2 separate regions of the Danio rerio genome follow, and region 1 is linked to region 2. Evidence: chromatin contacts called from public Hi-C data. All regions are on one chromosome and are shown on one strand. The core of a region is the stretch at or near the end of the contact, and the rest is flanking DNA. Distances in the headings are between cores, read along the strand shown.

Region 1 (3,070 bases), core at 543-3,042, 190 kb before region 2:
GTGTAAATTCTTGAAACAATGCTTAAAACTCACCCTGTTCTGCCATTCGTTGGCCTCCTCTTCTTTAATTCTCCTGGCTTCTTCCAGCAAGGCAAGCTTCGCTGTGTATTCAGCCAGATCTGCTGCCTATATGGAAAATCAAAATGTACATTTTACTTCAGTTCAGGCTAGATACACAAAAAGTGACAACGATTTTCACAGTTTAAGATTGCAGATGGCACTTATTAACCCTTGTGTGCTGTTGGGGATGTTTTCATCCCCTCTGAAGTTATTTTGAGTCTTAATTTGGCCACAGCAAATGGGATGATTGTTTTAGTTGATAAACCTTATCTTGACAAATATTTTGGGAAAATGCTTTGAAAAGTTTCAAAAACTCAACAATACACTTTGGGCCAATCTACTACCCTTTCATTTTTCATTTTTGCCCCATTGACCTCCATTATAACAACATTTTTTGATTGCAAGTCATGACACCATATAATCGTGCATTCTTGATTGTTGCTGCTTTTCCTTGTTAAAAGAGGTCAAATTTGTCATTTTTTTTTAAATTAATAGTCAATTTGAACAGTACACAAGGGTAAAACACTGCTTCATGAACTTTTGCCAATAATTTGTTTAGCTTTAGTGACCTTGTTTTAAAACTAGGTTGTTTTCTACTAGGGGGCGATCTCTGTAAACCTGTGTTTCAACAGTACGTTTTATCTGATTAATGAACAGGTTCTGATTTGGGATTTTCCAGTAAGTGGCAATATCTGCACTCTGTCATTAATTTTGGTGAAAGCAGCGATTACAGTTACATTTACCAGACAACAATATGCTCGAAATGAAAAAGGTTTCTTTTCCGATTTTTTTAACTTTCATAAACTCACAAAAATTATTCTAAATTATCCCTGTTCACTAGTGTAAAAAAACATTGCTACCGCACAAAGAATACTGTAGTGCAGCATTTTTGTTTTGATTGTCAAGACCTTGTGCATTCATATAGACTGATTTTGCAATATGTGCATGAAACCTTGACAAATGTATTGCTTTAAAAAATTTGCTCTTTCAAAGTCATATAAACTACTTTTCTCATTTTAAAATACACAAAGTATTCTCATAGTATTTTTTGAAATTGGTGTTAGATGAAATTGTATCCTGACATAGGCATGACCTAGTGTAATAAGTAAAGTAACTCTTTTAAGGGGGTTTACGAGGACATGCCTTGTGTCCTTGTAAATTAAAACTGCTTAAAAATGATACTTAATTTGAAAAAAATTCTTGTGTCTTCACTATTTTATTATAATTACCGTCATTATATTGGGCAGTGTATTTAGGGTTTGTTGAAGTGGGTTTATAAAACAAATATCTCTGTATAAACAATGACATCTGTACTTGGCAAAAAAAAATCATACTTAACAGGCTGTTTTGACAGTCAATATAAGTCACAGGATTCCTTTGAGGGTTGATTTTAGGGCTATGGGTAGGTTAAGGCCATATAGTATGTGCTTTTAACAGTATAAAATACATTATGCCTGTGAAGAAAAACATATACAAGTGTGTGTGTGTGTGTGTGTGTGTGTGTGTGTGTGTGTGTGTGTGTGTGTGCGTGTGTGTGTGTGTGTGTGTGTGTGCACTAACCAGCTGCTCCTGAGTTTTCATCTGATCCTCAGCCTGCCTGGCAAGCTCCTCTTTAGCCATCAGAGCTGCCTGTCTCTCAGCCTCCAGACGGGCCGCTTCCTCCTCCACCTTCCTCCTCTCCTCCTCCAAGACCCGCGCCCTCTCAAACTGCTCTCGCAGGTCTGAACAATACACACAATCAACCTTTAGAGGGCAGCAGACGCTCAGTTATACAACATTCAAGCAGGTATCTGTACAGTCAGGGTCAAACATTTGTCAAAATTCTGCATGATAATTTAAATATATATACCCATATATACACATACACACACACATATATATATATATATATAAAAAGAATATGCCTAAAATATATATATATTTTTTTAGAAATGGATTTAAGTAAAGTATTGCTTTATTCTGTAAAGTTATCATTACATGTCTTCTAAGTTTAAAATAAAACTATTGTCATTTAAGGTTTTTTTTCTGAAGATGACACTTGTATAAAAATAACAGATATCAAACCCTGTTCCTGTTTTTCCAATATTGCTTTCTTATATGTTTTGAATTTAAAACATTTGTATTGCATTGTTTAAAAATGTGAAATTGTGAACACTTTTTGAAAATCTGGTGGAAATGTAGTCAACAATAATGAGAAGAATAAAAAAAAATACTTAAGTTACTTGAATACAATACATATTGTAAAAGCATTTCATCTAAATTTGACCATAGCTGTATGTGTATATGTATGTTTTATAATAATAACAATATAAAAAATACATTATATTTCATTTAACAGTTGCTTTTTAACTGTATATCTGTGACTTTTATTCTTACATATGCTATATAAAAACAGATTCTCCACATTTTCATACCTCTCTCAACCTTTTTGGTCTGCTCTTCAAACTGGTAAAGCTTCATCATCATCTCCTGCTTCTCTTTCTCCACCATCTCCTTTTCTTTCTCTATTGCCTCCCTTTTCTTCTTCTCATTCTCTAATTGGGCTCTAGAAAGAAAACAGTCAGAACAAAATTGTCCAATAAATGCTGTTGGGTTTTTTGTAAGAGGATTAAGTGTACCGCAATAAACATTTCTGGAGAGAGCCAAATACATCCCAGCAGGTATATTTTTTTGCAGTTTTGTTTTCACAAATCCACCAGAGGCCTCCGTGTGCACTTTTTGAAATTTCAAATTTCTCTCACGAGTGCCTTTTGTGCCTGCTCTTCTCACATGAATCCACCAGAGGCTACTGTCGACTGACTGACTGACTGACTGACTGATCGACTGACCCACCTTCCTCCTTCCCTAATCCCAACCAGTAGTGCTTTAAAAAGCACAGATTGACCAGCGCCCACCAACTCCCCTCAACCGACAGTGTTTTGAAAAGCAATCCAGAAAAATAAAAGTCTTCACCTGATTTTTACCATGCTTTCTGATTTTACCATATTTTTTACCATATTTTTTACTTGTT
Region 2 (3,343 bases), core at 132-2,631:
CAGCCTTGTGCCTTGAGACAATCCTGTCTCAGAGGTCCACAGACAATTCCTTTGACTTCATGCTTGGTTTGTGCTTTGACATGCACTGTCAACCCTGGGACCTTATATAGACAGGTGTATACCTTTTCGAATCATGTCCAATCAACTGATTTGACCACAGGTGAACTCCAGTTAAGCTGTTGAAACATCTCAAGATTGATCAGTGGAAACAGAATGTACCTGAGCTCAATTTAGAGCTTCACGAGAAAGGCTGTAAATATTCATGTACATGTGATTTTTCAGGTTTTTTATTTTAAATCAATTTGCAACAATTTCAAATAATATTTTTTCACATTGTCATTATATGGGGTATTGGGTGTAGAATATAGGAAATAAATGAATTTAATCAATTTTGGAATAAGGCTGTCACATTAAAAAAAATTGGAAAAATTGAAGCGCTATGAATACTTTCAGGATGCACTGTATACGATGACTGAGTATTTACTTTTAGGTAAATATCACTAGAGCAAGTGGAATATTCTATATAATATTTATTTTAAACTTTCCAATAAATATAGGCCTACTATTTACAAAACAGATTAAGAGTTCTTGATACTGATTATGCTGATTGATGCTGATGGTTACATATTCAATAAAGTACTTTGAAACTTTATCATCGACAGGGACCATTTATCTGGGGGAAGAAAAAGATTAAAGGGTCTATTCAAAAGTAAAAATTTACTCACTATTTACTCATATTTAAGGGGTTCTAAACCTTTATGATTTTCTTTTGCTGTTGTTGTTGTTCACCAAAAAAAAAAAAAAAAGATATTTTGAAGTATGTTAGAAACTGGTAATTGTTGACATACATAGTAGAAAATAACAAATACTATGTTAGTCAATGGACACAAGTTTCCAGACTTTCATGATTTTTTTTTTTTTTGCTGTTGTTCAAAAAAAAAAAAAAAAACTATGTAAGTTAATGGTAACAGTTTTATTTTTTAAACATTTTTTCAAATATCAAGTGCAATAGCAGATGAATTAACAATGTTAACAATTATATTTTAGGTTAATAGGTCTATTATTGCACGTATCTAAATATGAATAGCTTTATCAGTGTACACTGCACATATCTGTACAATTTCATAAATCATTTAATAACAAGTGTGAGAAACTGAATCACAGAAGAGACCAATGAAGTTTAGAAACTGAGTGATAAACAAAATCTTGCTGTCCTGGTTTCAAACAGAAGAGGGCACATAGCACACAAGTCCAACACAGTCTATGGTCCAAGCAGCTCTCGAGAACGCGCTCGGAGAATTTACGTGGCCGCGCAGAGTGGAATGCTAGTTCGCGCGCTTGCTGTTGCGAAGGGCGATAGCGTCGCGAACGAGCGCGCATGCAGCGGAGAGACCCACGTCACGAATCTGCAGAGATGCTGAAGGAGCCGCGATCATAAAACGGACGTTTACCAAAACACGGCGCCGTTTGTGCTTGTGTCAGAGCAAAGGATAAACAAATGGATGAACGTTCTGTGTTTTTACACCATTTAAGGTCTTCGACATGATTGTAAATCGCATTTTGTTAGGGTTTTAAACCACACCCGGCGCTGTGAGGATCGGGACTGAGGTGAGTAACATGGATACGGACACACGCACACGCACAGCTCCATGACATGCCGTCAGTCACAGCTGCGATCGCACTAATGCGGTTATATGACTGTTTTCAAGGTCAAATCCATTGGAATGAACATGATGCGGTGTGTAAAGTGTGTAGTTGGATGTGATGTGTTGTCTGTGTTGACTGTATAGCAACGCAACACATCGAGTGGTGCGGATCACATTTCAGCAGCGGGCCGCTGCCTTAAAACAGACGAATATTAATATCAAATATGGGAGATAATAGAGTTTATTAAGTAAAAGTCGTCTACAGAAATAAAAGTATTCTATTTTAGTGAAAGCAGCTCTGTCGGCAGAAGCGAATTCAGTAATGATCTGATAACAGGATCTGATTAAAGGCTTTTCTACAATACGCTCAAATACAATACGCTTCGAGTAAAAAGCACGGTAAAAGCACGGTATTTTTCTGTATCGTTAAAGGTCTGCACTCCTCTAGTACATTAGTTTCACACATCAGTCCTTGGCGTGAGTATGTTGACGTGTGAACGTCTTAAAATGACAGCTGTCAATCACTAAGCCCTTTAAATGCAGGGAGGGGTTAACGTTATCTCACTACTTCTTAGAGATGTTATCATGTCATTGAGCATCATTTGTACGTTTACATTTGTCTGACGTTTTCAGCTAATGCAATTAGAACAGCAAGTCCTACTATATTCCAGAAGGTAACTGTGATTTTCCCCCCTTATCGCCCTGGAACTTGAGTTCCGTACCGGATGTGGAAAACCCGGAGTGGAGCTGGAACAGAGTGACTGATGATTCAGTGTGTAATAGAACATCTCTGTCGTCCACTTTATAGACATTTTTAAATATTATTCGGTAACATGCTAAACTTGATGCTTTGGCATCGTTGTAATTCGTTATTCTCGTTGTAAAAATAATAATAATAATGATTTATGTAGGCTACTTTAATCTTAAGGGAATAGTTGATCCAAAAATCACAATGCTCACAATGTTCTCACCCTCAAGTGATTCCAAACCTTTGAGTTTCTTGTTTTCTATTGAACACAAAGGATGGTATTTTGAAAATCTTGAAAAGCGGAAGCTATTGACATCCATGGTAGAAAAAACAAATACTGTGGAAGTCAATGGTTTCCGTTTTTTTCAACATTTTGACAAATATCTTCTTTTTATTCTTTCAAATATCTGACAGGAGTATCATTTTTGGATAAACAATAGTTTAGCCAAAACCAAAACCAGAGGGGTTTCCACTCCCTTCTGACAATGTCCAGAATTGGGCCTCTATTAGAGCTCTTGTCCCAATTTGACAGTACGTCATCATAAATTGTGAAAATAACCAATAGAAGAAGGCTTTAAGAAGAATAACCAATAAAATAAGCATTAAAAGAAGGCTTTTATTATTTAAATGGACAAATTCCTGACTGAGGAAATGAGCTGGCCAGTTTGTTATTTGCCTATAGGCTACAGTTTTTAATTTAAAATAAGGTTTAACAGATTCACAATTTTTATTGTTGTTTGTTTGTTTATTTGTTTTTTTTTTATGATGGATGATAATAAATTAGCATTTAAAAACAAGTCTAAAAATATTCTAATCTCATTACATTTCTATTTAAAACTGTAATAACCTACAGTTGAAATGCACACTTGTAAATAAACATACATTTTTGTAAACATAAAATAGTATTATAAGCACTTTAACAAAAAAGTTGGAGGTATTTTTCTTGCAG

Evidence for each region. Hi-C and Micro-C count contacts between places; a contact is called where the count stands out from the background.
Region 1: a contact with region 2 is called in a Hi-C map of an unstated tissue, with 3 times the contacts expected there. The contact joins the enhancer-like site here to the promoter of ttbk2a in region 2. A contact is called at or near these places in 2 of 18 Hi-C or Micro-C datasets (caudal fin and an unstated tissue).

Annotation. Positions count from the first base shown.
Region 1 is chr17:50,432,088-50,435,157 of GRCz12tu, reverse strand. It overlaps ezra (ezrin a), which reads right to left. Exons shown (of 13, transcript NM_001020490.1): 9 at 2,475-2,605; 10 at 1,621-1,781; 11 at 34-126. Among named protein-coding and RNA genes, the nearest start is that of kcnk3b, 13 kb to the left of the region's middle. Within about 2 kb of position 1,792, at least 18 of the 62 cell types and tissues checked have an H3K27ac peak or open chromatin away from gene starts, as enhancers often do.
Region 2 is chr17:50,243,245-50,246,587 of GRCz12tu, reverse strand. It overlaps ttbk2a (tau tubulin kinase 2a), which reads left to right and starts at 1,381. Exons shown (of 15, transcript XM_009293263.5): 1 at 1,381-1,608.